Linked DNA regions of Sus scrofa: region 2 is linked to region 1. The links are chromatin contacts, called in public HiChIP or PLAC-seq maps. All regions are on one chromosome and are shown on one strand. The core of a region is the stretch at or near the end of the contact, and the rest is flanking DNA. Distances in the headings are between cores, read along the strand shown.

The links. HiChIP or PLAC-seq counts read pairs in DNA pulled down with a chosen protein or histone mark.
Region 2: an H3K27ac HiChIP or PLAC-seq map of alveolar macrophages shows a contact between it and region 1. The contact joins the promoter of ICA1L here to the enhancer-like site in region 1. A contact is called at or near these places in 1 of 5 promoter capture datasets (liver), 20 of 47 Hi-C or Micro-C datasets (alveolar macrophages, blood, embryonic fibroblasts and 12 more) and 2 of 2 datasets of contacts at active chromatin or transcription factors (alveolar macrophages and skeletal muscle).

What each region holds. Positions count from the first base shown.
Region 1 is chr15:106,141,100-106,146,850 of Sscrofa11.1, forward strand. No RefSeq gene overlaps it. Among named protein-coding and RNA genes, the nearest start is that of FAM117B, 39 kb to the right of the region's middle. Within about 2 kb of position 1,587, at least 5 of the 83 cell types and tissues checked have an H3K27ac peak or open chromatin away from gene starts, as enhancers often do. A contact at or near this core is called in alveolar macrophages, where this site is marked.
Region 2 is chr15:106,373,342-106,378,893 of Sscrofa11.1, forward strand. ICA1L (islet cell autoantigen 1-like protein) reads right to left here and starts at 4,232. Exons shown (of 13, transcript XM_021075560.1): 1 at 4,122-4,232.

The DNA of each region.
Region 1 (5,751 bases), core at 337-2,836:
CTTCCCTGCAAAGGACAAGCTTAGCTAGTAACTAATCTCCCTCTTTATTTGCTAGTGTTTCTCAAATTACAAGCCAAATTCTAGATTTGGGCAGCTTTCATTTTATTGATATAATGTATTATTACTCACTTTTTTGAAATTGAATCATTATGCTGTGCTGAGAAATACCAAAGATTCCTTCCTCCAGGAACTTAAGCCATCTTGGAAGGAGAGACGGCCCACCCAGGATGTAACCCAGGTTACATCCAAACGAGATGATATGTGAGTGCCCAAATAAGTGGTAAATGGTATGTTTTGAAGAGCCAAGGAAGACTTAAATGAGGAAGTGATTACTGAGCAGGGTCTTGAAGGGCCAGGTGGGATTTCAGTAGGAAAAATGAAGGCAGAATATATCAAGTTACTAGAAATATAGAAGAATAGGGACTTGAAATACAGCAGAACTTGAAATAAAGCAGAACATGTAGAACCAAACAGATTTTGAAAGCCAGACCCACCCAGCTTCTAGACTAGCTGTAATGGGCAATAGGGAGGCCAAAGTTTCTTGGGAAGGAAAGACCTTGATTAGAAGTAATTTGAAGAAGTTTGGGCTGAACAGATACGCAGGACGGTTTAGAAAGCAGTGATTGGATGGGGGACCTGAGAGCAACCGCAAGCAAAAAACAATTGCAGTTGTGATCAGTAAATTCCTTTTTTAAAGGGGCATCAAAAAAATTTTCTTTTTTTTTTTTTTCCTTTTTAGGGCTGCACCTGCCACATATAGAAGTTCCAGGGCTTGGGGTCAAATCGGAGCTACAGCTACTGGCCTATGCCACGGCCACAGCACTGCTGGATCCAAGCCACGTCTGTGACCTACACCACAGTTCACAGTAACGCCAGATCCTTAACCCAGTGAGCGAGGCCAGGGATCCAACCCACATCCTCATGGATACCAGTCGTATTTATTTCGGCTGCACCACAACGGGAACTCCTCAGAAAACTTTTCTGAACACCTATTCTGTAGCAAGCACTTTAATAGGAGATAAAACATACAGGCCCTCCTCAAGTTGCTCACAGTAGATTTGGAGAAAATTATAGAACAGATTATAAATTTTGTGACATTGAAAACCAGGTGTATTATAGATGCAGATGGCAAGGATACCTAATCCAGTCTCAATGAGTCAGAGGCAATTTCTCCTTTTGAGATAACTTTCCTGACTGTCTTAAAATATAAGTAGGAATTAGGAGGTGAACAATGGACTGCTAAGCAGAAATTGCAGCACCCACAAAGCCCTGGAATCTGGACAAGGTAGAGCTTTTTCTAGGGGGTAGGAGGATGTTATTTGGGAGTAGAGTTTGGAATGCTAAGTGAACGTATGGAGAGAGAAGACCCGGAGGAACCCAGGGGACCCAGACAGGACTCTTATCACAGAAGGGCTAGCATACTAGGCTGGGAGTTTGGAAGTCACGGAAGGATTCAAGCAGGGAGGTCTCAAATTAGATAACTCAGCTGGTAGTGTAAAGAATGAGTTGAGAGGAATGGAGACTGGTATGGCACTGGTGAGAGATAATGAGAGGCTGAACCAAGGTTGAGTCAGTGATAGTAAGAAAGAGGAAGCAGACTGGGAGCAGACTGGGTCAGGGTTAAAGAGGAACCTCAAGGAAATGTGCAGCTAACAGAGGGAACTGCTTTTATAGGTTTTAATATAGAACAGTTTTGATACCGTGTGTTCAAGTTTTGGTTCCAAAAATACATGCAGACACCTTTCACCTACTGTCTGGAGAAATGCTTCAAGAACAGAACCTTCCTAGGTAAGTTACACACAAGTTAAATTTGATCTTTCTGACTGAGTGTGTTCTTAGACCAGCTTGTTGCACATAGTATTGTACTGGGATATTTTGGGGGTTACCCTGACCCTGCCTTTTAAAAATGAGTGTCAAAAGCAGCCTTAAGAAGATATCCTGGGGAGCTCTCTTTTTGCTCAGCAGGTTAAGGAGCTGGTGTTGTCTCTGCAGCAGCTCGAGTTACTGACGTGGCACAGGTTTGATCCCTGGCCCAGGAACTTCTGCTTGCCTCGGGTGCAGCCAAAAACAGACAAACAAACGAAAAGATATCCTAAAGTGGTGAATGGTGGAAAGAGAGTGAGGAGGTTGTACTGATTGTAGATAAATGATCTTCCAAGAAATGCCACCCTTCTCTAGCCTGGTATTTCCCTCTCATCAAGTCCTTAACCAGCTTAACTTCCCAACACTGGAGCTCTTCCCTTCTCCTCTACTTAATTAGAAAGGAAGGTAGAAAAACCCAGAAAATATTTCCTATTCAAGGAAACAACATCCCAAGTGTGTGTTTAATCTTTTTGGTAATTGTAATAGATGGGACGGATAAGAAGTAAGTTTTCCTTTGCTTAGCAAATTTTTCACAGATTGAACCAATCAATTTATTGAAGATACCAGGGAAAATATGACATTTAAGGAAATATAAGAAAACAGCTTTTTTTTTCTTTAGATGTCATACAGAACTTCAGAATAACCTAGGTTTTTTTACGGCAAAAAATTTTTAATTTCTTTTTTTTGTCTTTTCTAGGCCCACTCCCGAGGCATATGGAGGTTCCCAGGCAGGGGTCTAATCGGAGCTGAGGCTGCTGGCCTACACCAGAGCCACAGCAACTCAGGATCCGAGCCGCATCTGCGACCTACACCTCATGGCAACGCCAGATCCTTAACCTACTGAACGAGTCCAGGGATCTAACCTGAAACTTCATGGTTCCTAGTCGGGTTCATTAACCACTGAGCCACAATGGGAACTCACTTTAATTTTTATAAAATTCACTTTCCATGACACCAGTGATGCCTTCTGGAAGTCACATCTTGTCACATTTAGAAAAGTAAAACTATAACTCAGTAAAATTTTGAAGTAAAACCTCTTATATCTATCTCCTTCTCCTACTGCATCTTCTTAGCTGAGTTTTTCAAAACCTTTCTGTGAGCAGTTTCCCTAGGCGTCTAGCCTGTCTAGCCTTTTTTTCGCTTTCTCCCCCCTCCAATCAGTTTTATACTCTGCTGCCAATCATCTTGTCAATACACTTCCTTGGCTTGCGAAGGAAGAGTATTGACCTTCTACTCTCTCTCACCCCAGCCCTGCCGCCCCACATGTGGAAGTTCCTGGGCCAGAGAGTGAACCCTCACACAGCAGCGATCTGAGCTGCTACAATGAAAGTGCCAGATCCTTAAACTCGCTGCAGGGAGCTCCCGTCTTGTCAGTACTCTCATCAGGTTGCCAATGGTTCATGCTCCTCGACCTAGAATTACAAGTTGTCTACCATATGTCAGCTACTTAACCTTTCCAGCCTTGCCTTCCACCACTTGACTCTGTAGTTTGTAGCTACTTGTTACATGTCTCCTTAATAGATTGTCAGCCTTTTGTTTCAGGGAGTCTTATCAATTTTTTTCTGTCTCTGAAGTTCTAATTTTGATTGATATGTTGATACCAAAATAGTCTTTAAAATAAATTGTGGTGCAATTGGTTAGGGATCTGGTGTTGTCACTGCAGTGCCTTGGGTCGCTGCTGTGGCACCGGTTTCATCCTTGGCTGTGGAACTTCCACATGCCGGGGGATGGCCAAAAAAAAAGTTTTTAAAGTATATTCTCAGAATTCCCTTTGTGGCGAAGCAGAAACGAGTCTGACTAGGAACCATGAGATTGCGGGTTTGAGCCCTGGCCTCGCTCAGTGGGTTAAGTATCTGGCATTGCCCTGAACTGTAGTGTAGGTTGAAGACTCTGCTGGGATCTGGCGTTGCCGTGGCTTTGGCGTAGGCCGGCAGCGACAGCTCCGATTAGACCCCTGGCCTGGGAACCTCCATGTCCCGCAGGTGCAGCCCTGAAAAGACAAAAAGACAAAAAGACAAAAAAAAAAAAGTTTATTCTCACCTAATTTCTATTAACCAGGCTTCTTAATTCATCTGACTTCTCTACATACATGAAAGTAATTTAACTGCAGGTCATTAAGTTTTTTTGTGAAATTTGTGGCACATCTTTAGGGTTAAAACTGAACAAAATGATAAGCTTAAAGAATGTGTGGATGGGGTTCCCATCATGGCACAGCAGAAACGAATCCGACTAGTATCCATGAGGATGCAGGTTCAGTCCCTGGCTTTGCTCAGTGGGTGGGGGGATCCAGCGTTGTCAGTGAGCTGTGAGGTAGGTCCCAGCCACGCCACTTGGATCCCATATTGCTGTGGCTGTGGCATAGGCCGGCAGCTGTAGCTCCAGTTCGACCCCCTGGCCTGGGAACTTTCAAATGCCACAGGTGTGGCCCTAAAAAGCAAAAACAACAACAACAACAACAAAAAAACTGTAGATGTGTATATACATATATAAACACATATATATAGACAGAGAGTTTTAAATAAATGAGTATGGGTATTACCTATAAGCTACACTCATTGGGCATAGTTTTTTAAAAAGTGAGTTATAATAAGTAGGTTAGGAACAGGTCAATGCTTTTATCTTTTTCTTTTTTTTTTTTTTTTTTTTTGTCTTTTGTTTTTTGTTGTTGTTGTTGTTGTTGCTATTTCTTGGGCCGCTCCCGGGGCATATGGAGGTTCCCAGGCTAGGGGTTGAATCGGAGCTGTAGCCACCGGCCTACGCCAGAGCCACAGCAACGCAGGATCCGAGCTGCGTCTGCAACCTACACCACAGCTCACGGCAACACCGGACCGTTAACCCACTGAGCAAGGGCAGGGACTGAACCCGCAACCTCATGGTTCCTAGTCGGATTCGTTAACCACTGCGCCACGACGGGAACTCCGCTTTTATCTTTTTCTTTTTTAATTTTCTTTTTTTATTTATTTAGCTTTTTAGGGCTGCACCCATGGCATATGGAAGTTCCCAGGCTAGGTAGGGGTGGAATTGGAGCTACAGCTGCCAGCCTACACCACAGCAACAGGCGATCCGAGCCACCTCTGCAACCTACACCACAGCTCATGGCAACGCCAGATCTCTGACCCACTGAGCAAAGCCAGGAATGGAACCCCCATCCTCATGGATACCTAGTCGGATTTGTTTCTGCTGCGCCACAATGGCAACTCCCTCTTTTTCTTTTTACTTTTTCATTCATGTTAATAAAAGTAAAATCACTGTTCCTTGAGTACCCAGCAGCCAGTCTATGCACAACTTTGACCACCAGGCGTCTCTCTTATCTCATGTTCTAAGAACTGGAGGCCTCTCCATTCTTTTCAATGTCCAGATGTCTCAAATGTGGTTCATATAGTGTTTTCATATTGATTGTGAATAACAAGCAGAACAGGCTCAGTGAACACTATTTACATGGGAAGAGTCGAGTGCTCTTTGTTGACAGAAGGTTTAGGCTACTACGCAGAAAGTTTACAGGTTATCCTTTATCTCCAGAAGAAACACAAATACCAAAGCCAGGACTTAACAACATGACCTTCATATGACTTTCTTCTAGTCCTTCAATGATTCACCACTTACCATTCCTGAGACATCGGAACTGAGCCACAACGGGAACTGCAGGTTTTAGATTTTTTAAAACCATTTTTACTTTGGCTTTCTTGATATTTAATCTTTTGAGGAAATAATTTCTGAGTATATTCCCTCCTTATATCTTCCTTCTCTTGTTATATTCTACCTGAAAATTTTATACTTATCATTATTCAGAATTGTCGAGCAGCCTTCAGTATTACTCTGTATGTTACCATAAGAAGGGAACAAATTTTTTTTCTATTATTATAAAGTGTTTGTGTCTTAAGTTTCCAT
Region 2 (5,552 bases), core at 2,982-5,481, 230 kb after region 1:
AGGTAAAACAAAAAGTCAAGAGAGGAGAATAAGTAGAATATAAAACTCACTTTACCAAAAAGAAGGCAGGAAAGAAGACCAAAGAGTAAGTGGAGAATTACAAAAAACAAAACGCCAGGAGTTCCCTAGCGTGGGAACCTCCACAAGCCGCGGGTTCCGCCCAGAAAAAAAACAAAACCAAAAACAAAACACACAACAAAGAAGGAAGTTCCCATCATGGCACAGGGGAAACAAATCCAACTAGGACCCATAAGGTTGTGGGTTCGATCCCTGGCCTCACTTAATGGGTTAAGGATCTGGCATTGCTGTGACCTGTGGTGTAGGTCACACATGTAGCTCAGATCTTGTGTTGCTGTGGTTGTGGCATAGGCTGGAGCTGGAGCTCTGATTAGATTCCTGGCCTGGGAACTCCATCTGTCACAGGTGTGGCCCTAAAAAGGCAAAAGACAGAAGACAGAAGACAAAAAACAAAAGCAAAACAAAACAAAACAAAAAAACCCACCAAAGAGGACTGAAGAGTAAATGGAAAAACAGAAAAAGAACACCAATATGCCTGATCGAAAAACAGAAAACAATTACAAAAACATAAGTGCATGCTATAACACTATTAAAAGGCATAAATTGTAAGAAGAGACAAACAAGTAGTACAACCCAAATTAAATATAAAATACACAAATGAGATAAAAAGGATACAAAAGATATGAAGCAATCATTAGGCTTATGTTAATGTCAGACAAAACAGGCATCCAGGTAAAAAGTATTTTCAGAATAAGATGAGCATTTCATAATAATAAAAGGGTCAATTTATCAAAAGACAGAGCAATTTTTTTTTTTTTTTTTTTTTTTGCTTTTGCTTTTTTATGGCCACACCTGTGGCATATGGAAGTTCCCAGGCTAGGGGTTGAATTAGAGCTACAGCTTTGGCCTACACCACAGCCACAGCAACGAGGGACCTGAGCTGTGTCTGTGACCTACAACACAGCTCACGGAAACACTGGATCCCCAACCCACTGAGCAAGGCCAGGGATTGAACCCGAATCCTCATGGATACTAGTCAGATTCATTTCCATTGCACCACCGTGGGAACTCCCAAATGAAAGAGCAATCTTAAATGTTTGCGTGACTAATAGCAAAGTCACAAAATGAGCTGACAGAACTGAAGACAGAAATAGACAAATCTAAAATCATAATTAGAGACTTAACACTACCCCCACCCAGAGTAACTGACTGAATAAGGAGACATAAACAAATGTGAAGATTTAAAAGGTTTGAGCAACGCTCTCAACCAACTTGACGTGACATTTATAGACCATTCCACCACTACCACCACCAGCTCAATATACATTTCCCCCACCAAAAGTAATTGGAATATTCACCAAAATGGACCCTATCCTAGGCAGAAAAATAAATAAATAAATAAATTTTAAAAACCCACCAAAACCTCAATAAATTTAAAGATTTATAGAGTATTTCTCTGACCCCAACAACATTAATTTAGAAACCAAGAGCAATGATCTACCTAAAAAAAAATCCCCAAATATCTGGAACTAAAATAAGTGTAAATAAATAATGGATCAAAGAATTACAGTGAAACTTTAAAATATTTTAAACTAAATTATAATGAAAACACCCAAAGCTGTGGGATACAGTTGAACCATGCTAAGAAAACTTTTGTCTTTTTTTTTTTTCCGCTTTTTAGGACCACACTTGAAGCATATGGAGGTTCTCAGGCTAGGGGTCGAATCAGAGCTACAGCTGCCAGCCTACATCACAGTTCACAACAACGCTGGATCCTTAACCCACTGAGCGATGCCAGGGATCAAATCCGAAATCTCATGGTTCCTAATTGGATTAGTTTACACTGAGCCACAATGGGAACTTCAAGAAGAAAACTTTTAGCTTTAAATGCCTACATGAAAGGAAAAAAGATACAAAATCAATTATTTATGCTTCCATTTTAAGACGTTAGAAAAAGTGTAGCAAATCCAAAATAGAAGAAATAAAATAATAAAAATAAGAGCAGAAATCAGTAAAACAGAAAACAAGCAAATGGAGAAAATCAACAGTCAAAAGCTGGTTCATTTGAAGACTGATCAAGAAAAAAAGAAATAAAAATATAAATGAGCAATATATGGTGGGCAGGAAGAGAATAGGTGCAGCAGAAAAGGAACCTCAGCTTTACTGGAAATGTTATTTTTATTTAAAAAATATTTGAAAGAAATATGACAATATTAACACAATATTAGTTGTTAATGTTGCCTGTTGTAAAAGTATGTATTGTGGTTCTTTAGCTTTTGGCTTTTTAAAAATCTTAACTATATCCACACAAGAAAAAAATTTAAAAACGTAAAATGTTATTTGCAAATGAGTTAACAGTGTCACAATAATGAGGTATATAGAAGGTGAATATTGGATGCCGGCAGAAATTTGAAAAGTCTGACTTCAGAAAAAAGGAAAAACCTAACAGATGAATGAAAAACCAACACAATGGAAAAAGGTAACATGTCATATTATTAAATAATGAAAGCCAGTTCACATAATGAAATCTTTCCAGTTATAGACATACTGAAAAGTCTTTCACATATTCCATCTGTTGTTGCTAAAGGCAGAGTACTGAGAAAGGTAAACCATAAAAGAAAAGAAAAAAAATTAAATATAGTATGTACCACACAATAAAATAACAAAGCATGCTAGTATAGTAGAACAAAATAATATTGCTTTATATCTGATAGTTAATATTTTGAGATTTGGTCCTAGTTCAGTATTGGTATAAATTTTGCTATATTGTTTTATACTAGATATTTCTAATAAAAATGTGGCTTCCTAGTTTTTCCACCAGTTTCATGTCTGCAGACTGCACTTTTGGACTGGCTGATCTGAGCAACCATCTAACGACAATTACTGGCAATTAGAATAATGTCTTGCACGTTTCAATGTCAATATGCACATCATTCTGCACTATTAAACAGAAATTTCAAAGGACACTGGATGTTAGGCACAGACAACGAATATAATATGATTAAATATATACATACCATTGGTTGCTTATTTGGTCAATAAATGAATAAACAACTCCTACTAAAGGATGAGGCACCTGTGGCTGGCTACTCCATCAATATTGATGTGAAGATGATTAGAGTACTATCACTTTACAGTATGTTGCCTGAGTCAGAACCAATTAAATTAATACATAAATACTTAGAGAAAACCCAAAACCATGGGTAAACGTTATCTTCCCAATAGGCTTTTTCACAGCGACTCATAGTTTAGGAGAGCTTTTAAGTTCTATGTATCAAGATCTATTACATGAAAAACAATCCCACCCCCTCTACTGGCAAATCCACGGCATCGCGGGTTAGTTGCCAGAATGGAGGGATTTTTTCCCCTCTCCATCTTTCTCAGAGTATCAGGTATCTCACCGCTGACAGCATTTGGGCATCTGACCAGGTGAGCTGAGTTTCCACGAGGCGGATGGGTGCCTGGGGCTGGGATAAAGGCCTCAGGCTTCTAGATTTGAGCGCTGAACCCTTCGGGAGCTCGTGCCTTCCGCAGTTCATCTTAAACCGCACATTTACTTATGTTTTGTTTTTGCCCATCGCTAACCGTTTACTTCCTAAAGAAGACATGCCCGTTACAAAATAATGACATGAAAATAAACACGACGTGAAAAGGAGGTCAGCAAGAAAGCACCGCAGGGCCGAGAGCATCTGCCTCTAATGGAAGTTATCTCCATCTATGAGACAAATCACCCAAACAAGCCTCAGGGCCCTGCGCTCTAGCTAACGGGACGAGCGTGGGTGGATGCTCCCTTGGTCCCGAGGCGACCCAGCCAAGCCAAAAACCACTCCTGGCCCTATCTGCCGATACTAAGCCCAGAGGAGCTCCCATCAGGACCTTGTCTGGGAGGGAGGCCGAAGGGCTCATGCTCCCCGAGGCAACCGAGGAGGCCGGCGAGGCCCCAAGTGCCCTCTTGTGCTCAACTCAGGCACCGCCCGCTGCGTCTCCACCTTGGGGCGTCGCCATAGGAACCAAGGGTTTGGCCTCCGGCCCCGACTGGCCTGGGAGGGCGCGGCCCTCCGCCGCCCTGGAGCGTGGGGGTCAGGGGAGCCGCAGACGCTCACCTCGACGCCCGGCCGGGCCGCGACGCGCCGCTCCTCCTCCGCCTCCGGTCGCGCTGGGCGGCGCAGAGGTCGGTCCAGGGCGCCCGTTCCCACGGCCGCCGCCCGCGAGCCCAGCGCCGCTGCCGCCCGGCCGCTCCCGCAGCTGGTGCCCCTCCGCACCAGAGCGTGGAGGTGTCGGGCTCCCGCTGCGGGAGGCGGGAGATTTAAACCCCGCGGCCGGGCGCGCGCAGAAGCCGCACTTTCCACGGCGCTTCGGCTCTCGCGTAACCCCGCGGGGGCCCGACTTTCGGCTGGTTCTTGAAGAAATTCCGGGACCCTCTCAGTTCCTCCTTTCCCGAATTCCTCTTTACTTAATAAAGCGAAACGACAAACACCACACCCCTCAGAACACCAGGATAAGGTATTGAGTAGGAGACCTTCAAGGCGTGAGAAGTGGAGGGAATTCTCCACTCCTTTTCGGAGCCAGGAGCCCGGATCCCTCCCTCCCCGCGCTTCCTCTGAACCGGCACTGCACCTGTCCGGTGCCACCCCTGCGAGAATGTAAGCTTTTGAGCCCTGGTCATTCCTCAGTCCTCAGGCGTTTCTCAGTACCAGCGTGGGCATACAGAAAACATTCACGTGCTATATATATTAAACTTCTATTGAAAGGTTTAGAGGATTAACAGCTGTTAACAACTGGCCTCAAATACGCACATACATAACTCTTGAAAAATCTTCAAGAGTCAAATGTAAAATTTGTGCTTAAAAACCCCGGGGGGGGGGAGTTCCCATCGTGGCTCAGTGGTTAACGAATCCAAATAGGAACCATGAGGTTGTGGGTTCCATCCCTGGCCTTGCTCAGTGGGTTAAGGATCCGGCGTTGCCGTCAGCTGTGGTGTAGGTCGCAGACGCGGCTTGTATGGGGATGTTGCTGTTCTGGTGTAGCCCTGCGGCTACAGCTCCGATTCCACCCGTAGCCTGAGAACCTCCATATGCCGCAGGAAGCGACCCTAGAAAAGGCAAAAAGACAAAAGACCAAAACAAACAAACAAAACCCACGGGGAAAATTGTAGATAAGGCAAAAGTAAAACTGCTATGGGTGTAAAACGACTTATGTCAAAAGTGCTTTCTTTTTAAAGGTGGCTCAAAAAAATATTATCACCTTTCCTAAAACTACAAAATAGAATTAATTGCAACTGTAGCATATAGGTTAGCAAGGAAAAAAAGCTTACACTTCAGGTAATAACTAAGGTCTGTAAGATCATGAAAGAAAAAAAGATGAGGTGAGAGTCTAGAATATTATAAAGCACTTACCTTAAAAACCGGAAAAAAAAGTAGTTTTAGAATAGGAGAAAGGGTAGGTTATTTATAGTACACACACAGCTAATTGAAACTGAAAATATTAAGATGCCTTTAGACCAGGGATTCTTACGTTGAAATATGTAGCGTTTC